3 separate regions of the Zea mays genome follow, and regions 2 and 3 are each linked to region 1. The links are chromatin contacts, called in public Hi-C maps. All regions are on one chromosome and are shown on one strand. Each heading gives the region's core, a stretch centred on a gene start, on an enhancer-like site or on the middle of the called end of the contact. The rest is flanking DNA. Distances are from core to core; before and after follow the strand shown. Region 1 holds the start of LOC100282938. Region 2 holds the start of LOC100276847 (NADH dehydrogenase [ubiquinone] 1 beta subcomplex subunit 10-A). Region 3 holds the start of LOC542009 (OCL4 protein).

Region 1 (4,682 bases), core at 996-3,495:
TAGGTACTAAGGCCCTGTTTGTTTCGGATTATAATCTCTCTAGATTATATAATCCAGCGCAAATAATCTAATAGGTAAACAAACACATAGATTATAAGTTCAGATTATATAATCTAAAGCCTAGATTATGATAATCTTATAATCTCCTCAAGAGTAGCTTATTTGAGATTATTTTGGCAAAAGACCCACTACCCATGGTTATGTAAATAGAAATTACAATATATGTCATTCTTCTTTCCTCACATCAAATAAACAAACAAGGGTATTGCTGTCTTTATGAATAATCTACATTTGTATAATCTAGACTATCAAACAACTACATGTAGATTATAATATGTCTAGATTATAATCTAGATTATATAGGCCCTGTTTGTTTCAGATTATAATCTCTCCAGATTATATAATCTAGCGTAAATAATCCATTAGATAAACAAACAACTAGATTATGGGTTCAGATTATATAATCTAAAGCCTAGATTATGATAATCTAATAATCTCCTCAAAAGTAGCTTATTTGAGATTATTTTGTCAAAAGACCCACTACCCATGGTTATGTAAGTAGAAATTACAATATATACCATCCTTCTTTTCTCACCTTAAATAAACAAACAAGGGTATTGTTGTCTTTGTGAATAATCTACATTTGTATAATCTAAACTACCAAACAACTACATATAGATTATAATATATCTAGATTATAATCTGGATTATATAATTTAGATTATAATCCAGATTATATAATCTATAAGCTGAAACAAACAGGCCCATAATTTAGATTATAATCCAGATTATATAATCTATAAGCTGAAACAAACAGCTCCTTGCCCTAAACAAAATCTAGTGGGGTCATGAGGAAAGGTTTATTGCATCCTACAGAAGCGTCATTTCCTGTTATGGGGGGCCTAGAGTCACGTCTTTGATTGCCAGAGATTGCACAAGTTGCATGACTAAATAAGCTGTCCAGTTCTGAATACGGAGGAATGCAGATGCGTTCGGAGCAAATGGATCGCACCATACCCAATCATTACAGGTTTCAGCGCACCTCTCAATGATTTGAATGGTATGGCTATGGCCACACGGGTGTTTATCAGCAGTAGCAACACAGCTCATCAGCACTGAATCACAAGGTTATTAAAACGGTAAAACGTTGGAACGCTCATGGGTGAAATTTTGACTAAACAACACAGGAAAAATACCAATACATCATAATTTCAGACAATAATATGAAGTTAAATACCAAAATAGAGCGGCTAGTGGCTTACCAAAACTTCACCCATGAGCTGGATTGAATCTCAAAAGTAACTAATAGACTGGACCCAAAAAGTAGCTAATGGTCTAAAATGCATAAAACACTGCGATTTACAGTTTAGAACGCCAAAACGCTAAAACGTGGTTTCAACCTCTAATTAAAGTTTTGACGTTTAAACATAGTTTAACCATCGTTTAAACGTAGTTTAAACATCGTTTAAACATAGTTTTAATAACACTGCTGAATCATCTATCGATGGACCAACCGACTAGGAACAAACAAAAGATCGAGTCACATGTTTGGGCGTAGCAAGAACTCACATGAGGATCCAGTTGCCGTCGAGGAGATCCGGCGACTCGACGGGAGCAGTAGTAGGGTTAACCGCCTCGAGCTGGGTGACTAGCTCGACGACCTCACCTCTGACCTCCGTGGACGCCCGGAAGCCGAGGTCGGAGCCGTACACCGTGTCCACCAGGCACCGCTTGAGCTCCTCCCTCTTCACCTCCTGCTCGTCCTCCTCCGCCGCCGGAGCAGGGGCCGGCGCCGGCGCCTCCGGCTCCTTTCCCCAGTCGTCGTCTGCGGAGGGGCTAGGCGGGTCCGCGGCGGAGGGCGGCTCGGGCTCAGGCACCCCGGGCTCGCCCCACTCGTCGACGACGATAGGGCGTGAGTTGCCCTCGGCAGAGTCGTCGCGGCCCCACTCGTCTTCGTCGATGGGAGGATCGGGCTGCGCGGGGGGCTCGGGGTTGTCCGGCGGCGAGCGCTCGCCCCACTCGTCTGGGATGCCCCCTCGGCCACGCCCGCGGCCGCGCCCGGTTGCCCCCGGGGGGCGGCGCAGGCGGAGGCTCGAGGTGTGGGGCCTGAGGGTGCCACGGACTAGGTGGCCGGCGGCGGGGCGGTCGAGGGAGGAGAGGGGGAGGAGGGACGCGTGGGACGCCGCGGCGAAGAGGGGAGCCATTCGATTTCGCTCGCTTGACTGACGGACTGGGATGGGAACTTGGGAAGAGTGGTCGCTCAAGGGAGGTAAAGTAACTCAGGCCCGCCCCCCCCCCCACCCACCCCCAAGCCAACAAGTGAAGAAGAGGCGCTGGCGCGCTGCGCTACGTACGTTTGTTGGGATATTGCCTCGTCTTGGAATCACATGCGGTCTTGGGCCAGGGTGACGGAGTCCCCATGGGCTTTCTCAAAGTGTCCCATGGATCTTGAGGGGATAATGAAGCTACGGCCATTTGCTGCACACGGGCCTATTAACTGCCCTTGTGGTAGTGCAGTCGGCCTCGATGTGGTGGCAGCGTGGCCTGTACGAGAGGCAGCACGAGGAGAAAGGGAGTGACTGACGAATGAGGTCGGTTTGTCAATACGAAAGACATTTAAATGATGAGAAACACAGTTGACATATACGGATTTAATTGAAAGTTTTTCAAAACCACGGTTGGTTAATCAAACGTATTTTAAATTTCTTATAATCTATACGTCAAAACTATTATTTTATATCTTAAAGCTTATAACAATTTTATTTTATTATATATATATCAACTAAAGACAACCTACAAAGGATCGAAGGGGATTAAATCCTTCTCTATTTTAATTTTTACTAGAATAGATTTATTCTTCTTCTATTTCCTTAAATTCACCTCTAAGAAATGTTTGGATTACAGGAACTAAAATAAAAGTGACTAAAGTTTAGTCACCCTAGGGCTAAAGATCTAAACATCTAGACTAGAATAGTAAAAGTGTCATTTTAGTCGCTTTTAGCTCTTATTGTTTGTATCTTTAGCCCTGAAGTAACTAAAGATTAGTCACTTTTGTTTTAGCTCTTGGGATCCAACCATGCCCTAAACCAGCCTAAGAGCATCTCCAAGGGACTCTTCATTTTTGGCTCTCTATTTTTGTCTCTATTTACCTTTCCATAAATATTTCACTCTATATGTAGCATCTCACTTCAACAGGCTATGTATATAGTATGGCTAGTCAGGGTGGCAAGCCATGTATGGCTAGTGAGGGGGCAAATTTAGAGAGTCATAGCTTGACGAGTTGATAGCTAGTTTATGGAGATTTTTTTCTGTTGAGTAGTCAAAATTTTGATTGACGAGCCATCTGGCTAATCTCTTGGAGATACTCTAAGAAGTCAGTGTCCACCCTTACGCTAACCAAGCATTACCTTGAAAAAGTCCACACACAAGCGCGTCCACACAGACGATGACCCCAACATTAACGAAAACTAGTCGGTTGCCCGTGCGTTGCGACATCTCACAACAATACCCGCATAAACTATCCACCAAAAGATCTCAAGATTTTTTATTGATTGTCTCCGCTCTTTGCATAATATTTTTTTGATTTGACTAACTGATGTTGTTGTTTACTCCATCCAATATGTCTTGGTACAACACGACCAATGAAGTGAGCGATTAGAAGAGAGTTCACAACGACTGAATGAACGAATAGAGATTATAGAATGACATAATTCCACCATACAGAGACCAAATAAGAGGAAGTTTGTGAGTTCAAGTTTCTAAAATAAGTCACATGAACTCAAACTTATAAAAAAATAGATCAAAATATGGAGTAGTTGCTAAACTGGATGCGCTCCATACAAATTATTGTACTTCGTAGCAATTACCAACGTTTAAAACCAACAAATAACATTTCCTTTTACTGTTAGTATGACAAATCATTGTTGCCCCATCCAATTCAGCAACCTCAAACACCATGGAGTCCATTGCGCCAATATGGTCTCAGAAACGACCTAATGCTTGCAAGAGCCAAGAAAACAAGAGACGAGCATCCTGTGGTAGTGACTGCATGGATCACCAAATCCTACACATTTTGCAGGATCCATGAGCCATCATTAGAATAACACAAACCATGTGCAGACAATAAATAAAGTATTAACACACCAAAATTATATTTAGTCCTTAGCACAACAAAAAACTAACACCCAAAACAATAGAGGAACAACACAATAATTTTTGCAGTGACGGAAGGATGGGTGAAAGGTACATAGAAGTGGTAGACGCATACCGAGTCTACACCGTGGTAAGGAAAAGGCCATGTAGACATGTGATGCCGAGCCATCGAATAGGCACCATATGCAGCAAATCAGTGACCTCCATCCCTCGCTTCCCCACTTCCAAGGTTTCGTAGAGCAGGAAGGGAAGGGAAGAGGCGGGCATACCTGTTCGTTGCTGGAGAAGGACACGACGAAGACCTGAACATCTAGAGGCGACATAGGTAGTATACCACTAGATACATATAGGGAGAGAGCATGCAAGTGAAGAAAGAAGCCCAGCTAGAGTAGCTCCAAACCGAGAAGGGCGAGAGAATGTGAGTGCCTTCCCAGCCCTGGACCCGCCGAGGCGACACAACACCACCACCAACTCTATAGCACATGCCGACTACAGCCGCGCTACGGGCCGTAGTTGTCCAATATCTCAGA
Region 2 (4,682 bases), core at 1,051-3,550, 490 kb before region 1:
GCCTTAAACATAGAAACAAATTAAAATATAGGGCCTAAACAAAAAAGGAGAGCTCCAACAGGAGCCCCATTTCAATAAAATTTGTCTAAACGTTTTGGGGCCCAACTTGAAGGGTAGGATATTTGAGACACAGAGAAGCGTGGCCCTATACCGTTTGCGCTCTTCTCAACCTCCACGAATATTTCAGGCTTCTTCTCCGCCGCCAACATCTGCTCCCGATCCGCCACCACTCGACAGTCCCGTTCCCATCTCGTACTCGTTCCCATATGTGCCGTCGAAGGCCCCGATCCCTCTCCATCCCTCCGCCTCCTCTGGTCCGTCTTCTTGCTCCTTTCCTGATCTGCTACGTGGCATCATTCAGAGAGGGAAAGCCAGGGGCTGCCAGGCCAGGGGATCCTACACTGGTGAGCGCGGGAGCTCCTTGAACTGGATGAGTCTCGGTCTCGGGTCCAAGACATGGTAGCTGATACCTCCCTAGAAACATGAAGACAAAAACATGTATTCTCCACTGTCATAAAATTCCCTCTCACACATGTACGATGTTTGCAATACTAGTAAGGAAAATAGCAGTAGTAGAACTGCTTTCATATTGCACTACCAAGATAAAAATCTATGGAACATCACTTCCCTAAAAATCTATACAAAGTATTTTATATGTTTGCAATTCAATAGGTTTGCAAAAACTGAAACTCTGCTGTTCACTGAGTAGGTTTGCAATGTGAATTGGTTAAAGCCCATGCTGAGCATAATTCTATCATTGGTTAAAGCCTAGTGCTTAATATTCTGAAACTCTGAATCTGTGAGCAATTCATTTGTTATGCAATTGTTTAGCTCATACAATTATTCAGTTCATTGGACTTCATATACAATTATTCAGTTCATTTGACTTCATTCATTTGTTATGCAGCACAATGTCACCTGGTTACTTAACAATACATTTGCGCTCTCAGCCTACTTTTTGTCGTGCCACCTGATCTCCTGCTCTCGTACCAACAATCATAATGGTCTGCTTCTTGATTAGTTATAGATTCTTCAAAATCCTGGTCTTCAATAGGATGCTGCTGCTGCTTTGGTGTGCCTGATCTCTGCACCTCTTTGAAAAAAGACAGTACAATTCTATCTGTGTTGGACTCGACAGAGATGGAATATTGGTGGCAAGTTGCACAGTGATGAAAAAGACATCAGCCTATATGCTTCTATGAAGCATTGAACAGGCCACTGTACACATATGTGATGAGGGGGGAAAAAGGAGATCGCAAAGGATGCAGCCAATGTTACAACAATAGTAACCTGCATCAAATCAGTAATACAGTTGCAAGCACACTCCGATGAGGAGAGCAATGTGGTAGGTCATAATGCATCATCGGTCGTCTAGGTCTGCAGCATCAGCCATCTCTCTCAAGGTTCCTGCACGATCCAGACATTCCCTGTCGGCTCTTGGTCTCCAGTATATTGAGGCTAGTTCAGGACAGGAAAAGGAAAAGAACAAGCCGGGCATGGGAGTAGCGACGACGGGCGACGGATGGCGTCAAATGACCGAAATCCTGCAGCAGTTGCAACCTACACACGGTTTAAGGCTCACTGTTTGGAGTCTATCCTTCAATTTGGGCCTAAACAAATTGACTTGAGTAGCAGTAGCTAAATCAAAATATAAGGCCCAATTATAGAACTCATGATTGGAGTTGTTCTAATGCATTTCGGTTTCCACCACTCAGACTGATTACCACACAACATACATAGAAAGGAAAGAATGTGCTTAGTTTCAGCAGGCCTCACCCCTCCAATCCAGGAACAGCAGCACGAGAAGCCGAGGCAGCAGCTACTCCGCCTCGATGATCTTCTTGGGCTCTGCGAACCAGAGAAGAAGCAGCCATATAGACCTATCGATCATGCCGATCAAAGGGTAAGACGAGGCATGAAGGGATTCGGACCGTGTAACTCGGGCGGTCGGGCATCTTTGCCCCAACCCACGCCGCGTGTAGCCTCTAGGTACTGGTCCACGAGGTGGCGGCACTTCTGGTGGTGGTTGATCCCCTCGATGCGGTAGCACCAGCGGAGGCGCTCCCGGATGATCTTGGCGGTCTCGATCTGGATCCACTTCTCCCGCACCAGGTGTTCCCGGTACTCCAGCATAGCCACCGGGTCCGCATATGGGTTCTTCGGGTCGAAGTTATCCGGTGGCTGCTCATCGAACTCAACCTTTGCCTTGCGCACCATCTTCTCCGATCGCGGCCGGCGGCCGCACGGTCTTCCGATTGGGTGGGGGTGGGGGTGGGGGTGTGGGATTGGTGTGGTCCGCTCGGTCGGATGGGAGACGGAGCTGATGGGTCGATGAGTTAATTATGCGAACCAGGCCTGTGGGCTGTTAGTCGGCCCAACAGAATGAAGCGTAGGTGGGCCAAGAGACAAGCTTCTGTCGCCGACTCACTGTTTCCCGAAGTCTGCACTCTGCAGGCGGAAACGCCAGTTCAGCCACGTGGAGAGGGCAGATCCGAGAAGAGCCGGCGCGATGAGCTCGCCGGCGAGGTCGACCATCTCGGCCGCCGAAGACGTCGCTGATTCCATCGACGCGCTCTACCGCAAGGACGAGGCCCTGGCTGGTGATACGCCCCTCTATCTCTCTCTCCCTTTTGCAAGCGGTGCCAGGTGAATGCCTCAGAGAGTCAGAGTGACTGACCGATTGGTTGGCCTTGCAGAACTCAAGTCTGAGGTGATGGAGGCGCTGCAGAGGGAGGTGAGGTCTCTCGACGAAGACAACTGGATGTTCGCCGCACCGCGGTCCCGCATCAACCTCGTCTCCAGGCCTGGTAAGAAGGGGAACACAAAAATAGCAACAGATGGTTTTCTGATCAGTTTTTTTTAAATCTGTCTATATGGCCTGAGTTTAATGCTTCTGTTCCTGATGAATGAGCTGTGTACATTCCTTATACGATTGCGACCGATTTTATTTGTACCCCATTGGGGGGCATGTGTTTATCAGGTGCTTACCTGCCCAAGCAAAACGGGAAGCTCTCAGAGTTGGGGCAAGCATCCAAGAAAACAAGGAACTTCTAGGGTGTACATGCTTGTGCTTGCAAGAAGCCTGGTCCATGACTCCATGATGGTAGTGAAGGCTGTAGCATCAAGGATGATTTGTTCATGTTTCAAATCAATCTGGTTGCTTCCTGCTAATTCAATTTCAGACACATGTAAGGATTTTTCAAGTGATTGTGACTTCAATGTCATGGTATTGTTTATGACTTGTGCCTTTCCTATCTTCTACAAACTCAACCTGCCTAGTTTTTCTTACATTCATGATCCATCCTTTTCTTTCTGAACAGATATGCATGATTGCCACTTTAGTTGGAGACAGCAAATACATCGATAATTATTGAACAAAGTTATGTTGTCTTTAGTTCTTATGATCACTGGTATTAGAATACCTTTAATTCGGTTGTAAGTTGAAAAGCTTGCAAATTAAAATTCATATCTTAACATAAAAATGTTAGAACATAGATATGTTCTTTTTCTGAGCTGTCTTTTTGTATGGCACTGTCCCATGCCTCATATTAAACTGTATTATTTAGTGATCTTAATTACTTACTCTTAGCCTACCGTCTGTAACCGGAAGGTCCCGGATTCGGGCCCCAGCCTCTGCATGTTATGCGGGTAAGGCTTGGTACTTAAAGATACCTTTTCCTAGGCCCTACACAGTGCGGGAAGCCTACGGCACTGGGTACGCCTTTTAATGACTTACTCTTCCATTGTACGTACCTTAACAACGACAAGTGTTCATATATACAAGAATTTCGTTACCAAAATCTTCTGTTAGCCATTTTGAACTTTACAATGAATTATGAATGTGAAGTGTCTTAAGGTTTTGGTAGTGCTTTGTACATTGTTTCTCAAAATTGTTTTGCTTTATCGGCAAATCTTATATGTTCTGCAGTGAAATCATGGCACTTGACTAATAGATCAGCCTGTATGATAATCCTGGTGTTTCCTATTATTTTTCTTTTCTTTTGTCAAATGTAAATGCACACTGCCATACACGAATGCATATGAACAATGGGAAAGCTGTGAAGATGATGTGAATGGTGTAACAGTAGTCAGTAGGGTCTGCGATTCAGCTTTCTTATAGAGGCCATGCTGGCTTTGCACCAGTTATTTCTTCCAGAGAAGTGTTCCCTGTCAGTTTAACACTGAAGAATGATGCTTCGACTTGTGCTTGAATTTGACTTCATGTGTGCATTTTCCATCATGGGGAGAGTAGTGGTGAAAGTAGTTGAAAAGTTAGCAGCCATACCACCTTTTTTTGTGTAATGTAGTAGTCACACATTTGAGGCATTGACTGATGACATAAATTTGTTTGAAGTAATTACACATTCACACATATAATTGCAGTCGAATGTTTCTGTGGTCTACTGGTTGCTCTTGTTTGACTACCCATATGACAATGTCTTTAGTCAGATATTATGGTTACCTTTTGGGTTTGGCATGCATACAGTGCCAAATTGGTGCTTTGACTTTGCATTAGAATGTGCAGGTTCTATATCTATTATGTTACATGCTCTTTATCGCCGAGCAGTTGGTAACACTAAACAAGAAGCAAACAAAACAAAACAAAGCAATACTTTAAAGGCTAGGGAGTCGTACATTAGTCTCCTTAATCATTTAGAAATACCTTGGTGGTGCTGAGGATC
Region 3 (4,682 bases), core at 1,318-3,817, 350 kb after region 1:
TCTATTATGATCATATTTATGCATAGTGATTTCTCAGGTCTAGTCCATATATTCAAACCAATATAGAGACCGTACTATATCCATTTGCATTGTCTCATTGGTTATTTGACCTTGTGTTGAATCTTTGTTCACTGATCATTATATACTATTCAAGTATGTCCATCATACCGAATTTCCTGTTCAACGCTTAACAAACTTGTTAGACCTTTAAATGTGTTGTTAATCTTGGTATGGCGCATCGTCTCACTCGTTCGTCATACGACCCTCTGTAGTTAGTCCGTCGCTAACATCTCTATAGTAGTGCGTGGGGGGTCCCTTGGGTCAGTCCCATGGAGCGGTAGTACATGGCACGGTTTTGCCTATCGTCACGGGCCTACGTCACCCCTTGCGTGCGTAGCCATACACCCCGGTATGGTGTACCTGTTGTGTTCTTTCGGGTATGCGGGTAACTATAGAGACTCTGGAATTGAGGCCCCTCCTTGTGGATCCGCTTGGCGGGCACTTGGTCATTCACCCCACCTCACGGACTCGCTCGACAGGGGTTTGGTCATTCGCCCCGCCTCGCAAACTTACTCGGCAGGGGCTTGGTCGTTCAACCCGCCTCACAGACTGGCTCGACTGGGTCCTGGTCGTTTGCCCCACCTCGCGGACTCGCTCAACAGGGGTTTGGTCGTTCACCCCGCCTCACAGACTTGCTTGGCGGGGACTTGGTCATTCGCCTCGCCTTGTAGACTGGCTCGACGGGGGCCTGGTCGTTCGCCCCGCCTTGCAGCGACATGGGGCGTGGTCGTTCATCCCGCCTCGCAGACTGGATCGACGGGGACCTAGTCGTTCGCCCCGCCTCGCAGACTCGCTTGGCGAGGACTTGGTCGGTAGATAGGCCAGAGAGAGGTTTATAGGCCTGGCCTTGGGTACCACGTTCCTGGGTACCCGATAGAGCCTTTAGAGCATATTCAACAATGTGACTAATAAAAGTTCCCTATAATTTAAAAATGAGTATATTTTATGGAATTTAGAACACCAACAAAACATCCCGCTCTAACAGTAAAGTCTCAAATCTAGATTATAGGGTAGCCCATTACGGTGTAGTATATTTGAGGCACTTGAGATGATGCCCTATAATTTGTTGACCAAAGTTTGTAAAATGAGGCATTGTTGGAGTATTTTTTTCTGCGTAGAGCCACATATTTCAATTTGAGGCACCAGTTTGAGGCATTGTTGGAGATGCTCTTACAAGTGTGAAAAGTATGGATTTTAGGGCTTGTTTGGTTTTTAGGGACTAATTTTTAGTCCATCTATTTTAGTCTATAAAAAATTCGTTTTTCGTATTTGACAATTTAGATACTAAAATAGAATAAATTGAGGCTACAAAACCAAATACTACCTTCTTAGCACTCTTGAGCTGCTAGTATACACTTTTTGAAAAAGGCATGCAATACTGGTCGATATCAGCGGTGATCTCGGTTGGTGCGTAGTGAAAGCAGGGAATAGAAGAGAAGATTTGGTGTGATCTCGTGCATTGGTTGCTTAGCAGCCGACTAGGCTACTAGGCTAGGCAGCAGCAGTACGGCACCCTCGTCCTCCCCTGGTGCAATTACTGTGCAAAATCTGCGTGGCACACGTACGCACGAGGCACGCTCCCGCCTTCGTTTCCTCCTCTGGTGGCACGCAACACATGCATGCACGCACGGCATGGACGATGCGTACTCGTACTACTCGGTGCCGGGTCCGGTTCCGGGGCCGGGTGGGGCGGGCCGGCGGGGGCCGGGCACGGACAGGCCTAGCGTTGCACCACAGCTAGCCTGGCGCAGACCACTCTCATCATCTCACATGCATGTCCGCCGCCTTGCTGTAACGCGGTTTCGCCACGCGGCGGGCCCGATATCGCGCGCCGGCCAGATCGGACGGACGGGCCCATCCTAGGATGGCGCCACGGCGGGAATGAAAGGAAGGCGCGCATGCCTCAGGCAGGGATCGGAGAAGACCGGCAGACGACAGGCCGGAGTGAGCTGTTGACTTCTGTTGACGCCTTCGTCAGACTCTGGTCAAGCACGCGACAGCGACACAAACGCAACGCAAGCGAAACGGCGCGGGGGATCGGAGCCGGTCGCCGGTGACGGGCACGCGGCGGTGCTCGCGCCCGGGTTTCACTGGCGCAGGCCCGCCCGTTACTGTGCCGCGCAGTTATTGCGCGCAACGCATGCATTTACTACCGCCTGTCGTTCACCTTCACCCCCGCGCGCGCTGTAATCTGGCCCCCTAATTACCGCATTTATTTGTACCGCCCGCCCACGATACGTTCTGGGCTTTTCCGGCTCTGCGCAGCCTCTACGGGTGCGTGAGTATGACACGCGGGCCCCGCGCGCGTCTCCTGGCTGCGCAGCGCAGGGCGTCCACGCGCTGGAGGGGAAGAGCACCGTCGCTGCCACGTGGGCTCCGTGACGGTCCAGCGCGCGTGGGTCCGTGAAGTCAGCCGAGCGCGTCGCAGCCGCAGGTCGAGTCACGCGGAAGGAAAGCCAGAATAACAAGTCAAAGCGGAGGCGTCACATCACACAGACACAGTGGACAACAAGTAACAGCGCCGGCTGGCCGTGTCCGTCGCTGCTGCTGCTGCTGTGAGGAAGACGAGAGCACAGGGCAAACGGAGGAGAAGGAGAAGGAGAAGGCGGCCGACCTCTTCTCCGTCTTCAACCTTGCGCCGCGTCCAGCGCGTAGGTGAGGAGCCGAGTTTAGTAGAGTACTCTACTAAACAAACAAGCAAAGCAAGGCCGACGAATCGAGGGAGAGGGAGGAAGCAGGCCAGCACGGGGTACGCCGAGGCACAGAACAACCGACAGGGTATTTACTCCCCCCGCCCTTGTCTCGCCCCCATTTCTCGCCCTTTCACTTCCATCGCTCCCCTCCTCCTCTCCGATTCTCTCCGCTTCCTCCAAACTTTTCCCTTTCCTACACCTCTCGCTAAATCCTCTTCCTCTCATCCTGTACTCGCCCTGCCATGCTTCGCCGTGGATTTTAACCGCTTGCTTCTATTCGGAGGAACACAGTCATCAGGCGAGCCAGCCAGGGACGGGAGTAAGAGAGAAGGGGTTCTTCCATTTATTTTTTTCCTCTCGGTTGATCTGCCGCGCCGGCCGGTCGAGGAAGGGAGGAAGAAGTATGTTTGGGGACTGCCAGGTCCTATCCTCGATGGCCGCGGTGGCCGGGGCCTCCTCGTCGGCGGACACGCTCTTCATCCCCAACCCAGGCGCCCTCGCCGGGTTCATGTCCTCCTCCTCCGCCGCCGCCGCCATGCCATTCCACCATTTCTCCACCACCGCCGCCTCCCTCGTACCAGTAAGTAGAGCACTCCGTCGCCTTAACGCTAGCTTTTGTAGCGCGGGGTTTTGAGTCTCAAATGGTATGGCCCGCCCGTGTGCCTGTGTATATATGCAGAAGGAGGAGGGCGGCATCATGGGTGCGCTCCAGGTGGCCAAGGACGAGGACATGGATCAGCTGGAGATGGAGATGGAGCTCAGCGGCGGCTCCGGGAGCGGCCACCTGGACGGCCTGCTCAGCTTCGCCGACGTGGACGACGACCGGCCGGAGCAGAAGCCGCAGCACAGCGGCCTCGAGCTCCAGACGACGGCGGATGCCGCCGGACAGCAGCAGCAGCTGGCCACCGCCAACGGCAAGAAGAAACGGTACCACCGCCACACGGCACACCAGATCCAGCAGATGGAAGCGTAAGACACACACATATATACGCTTGCCTTTTCATATATAATAATAATCTTCTTCTCCGATATATTATAATCTCTTACGGATGCATGCATGGCAATGGCAATGGCCGGCATTGCACGGACGACATACGCACAGGCTGTTCAAGGAGTGCCCGCACCCGGACGACAAGCAGCGGCTGAAGCTGAGCCAGGAGCTGGGGCTCAAACCCCGCCAGGTCAAGTTCTGGTTCCAGAACCGGCGCACCCAGATGAAGGCGCAGCAGGACCGCGCCGACAACGTCCTCCTCCGCGCCGAGAACGAGAGCCTCAAGAGCGACAACTACCGTCTGCAGGCCGCCATCCGCAACGTAGTCTGCCCCAACTGCGGCCACGCCGCCGTCCTCGGCGAGATGTCGTACGAGGAGCAGCAGCTCCGCATCGAAAACGCTAGGCTCAAGGACGAGGTTGGTGCCGCCTCGGCCGCTCCCTCCCTAGTCCCTACCTACTTAGCTCGCTGCTTAAACCCTAAGCGCCACACTGCACTGCATGAAAGAATCCTGGGCTAACACTCTTCATCCATCCAGCTCGACCGCTTGGCGTGCATCGCGACCCGGTACGGCGGCGGCCGACAGCCGAGCATGTCGTCGTCCGCGCTGGTCTGCTTATCGGCGCCGCCGCCGGTGCTCATGCCGCCGCTCGACCTCGACATGAATGTCTACTCTCGCCATTTCACCGACCAGTCCCCAGTCATGGGTTGCGGCGACCTCATCCAGTCCGTCCTCGGGCCGCCGTCGCAGCAGATCACCGGGGGCGCCGAGCACCACGCCTCCACGCCGTCGTTCATGGGCGCCATGGCGCCTGTCCAGGAGCAGGACAGGCAGCTGGTGCTCGACCTCGCCGCCGCGGCCGCAGACACCCTCGCCAAGATGTGCCGCGCGGGCGAGTCGCTCTGGCTGCGGCGCCGTGGCGCGAGCTCCGAGGTCA

What was found. Hi-C and Micro-C count contacts between places; a contact is called where the count stands out from the background.
Region 2: a Hi-C map of leaf shows a contact between it and region 1, with 6 times the contacts expected there. The contact joins the promoter of LOC100276847 here to the promoter of LOC100282938 in region 1. A contact is called at or near these places in 4 of 25 Hi-C or Micro-C datasets (ear, leaf, root tip and 1 more) and 1 of 3 datasets of contacts at active chromatin or transcription factors (leaf).
Region 3: a Hi-C map of ear shows a contact between it and region 1, with 6 times the contacts expected there. The contact joins the promoter of LOC542009 here to the promoter of LOC100282938 in region 1. A contact is called at or near these places in 9 of 25 Hi-C or Micro-C datasets (bundle sheath, ear, endosperm and 4 more) and 1 of 3 datasets of contacts at active chromatin or transcription factors (leaf).

Annotation. Positions count from the first base shown.
Region 1 is chr1:102,723,253-102,727,934 of Zm-B73-REFERENCE-NAM-5.0, reverse strand. LOC100282938 reads right to left here and starts at 2,245. Exons shown (of 3, transcript NM_001155843.3): 1 at 1,570-2,245. The coding sequence starts at 2,204.
Region 2 is chr1:103,208,545-103,213,226 of Zm-B73-REFERENCE-NAM-5.0, reverse strand. LOC100276847 (NADH dehydrogenase [ubiquinone] 1 beta subcomplex subunit 10-A) reads right to left here and starts at 2,300. Exons shown (of 2, transcript NM_001416002.1): 1 at 1,932-2,300; 2 at 216-474. The coding sequence starts at 2,217. The coding sequence ends at 344. It overlaps LOC100277622, which reads left to right and starts at 2,410. Exons shown (of 3, transcript NM_001151134.2): 1 at 2,410-2,600; 2 at 2,697-2,807; 3 at 2,981-3,315. The coding sequence starts at 2,510. The coding sequence ends at 3,054.
Region 3 is chr1:102,375,472-102,380,153 of Zm-B73-REFERENCE-NAM-5.0, reverse strand. It overlaps LOC542009 (OCL4 protein), which reads left to right and starts at 2,567. Exons shown (of 11, transcript NM_001350876.1): 1 at 2,567-2,838; 2 at 3,045-3,333; 3 at 3,433-3,722; 4 at 3,856-4,162; 5 at 4,283-4,682. The coding sequence starts at 3,157.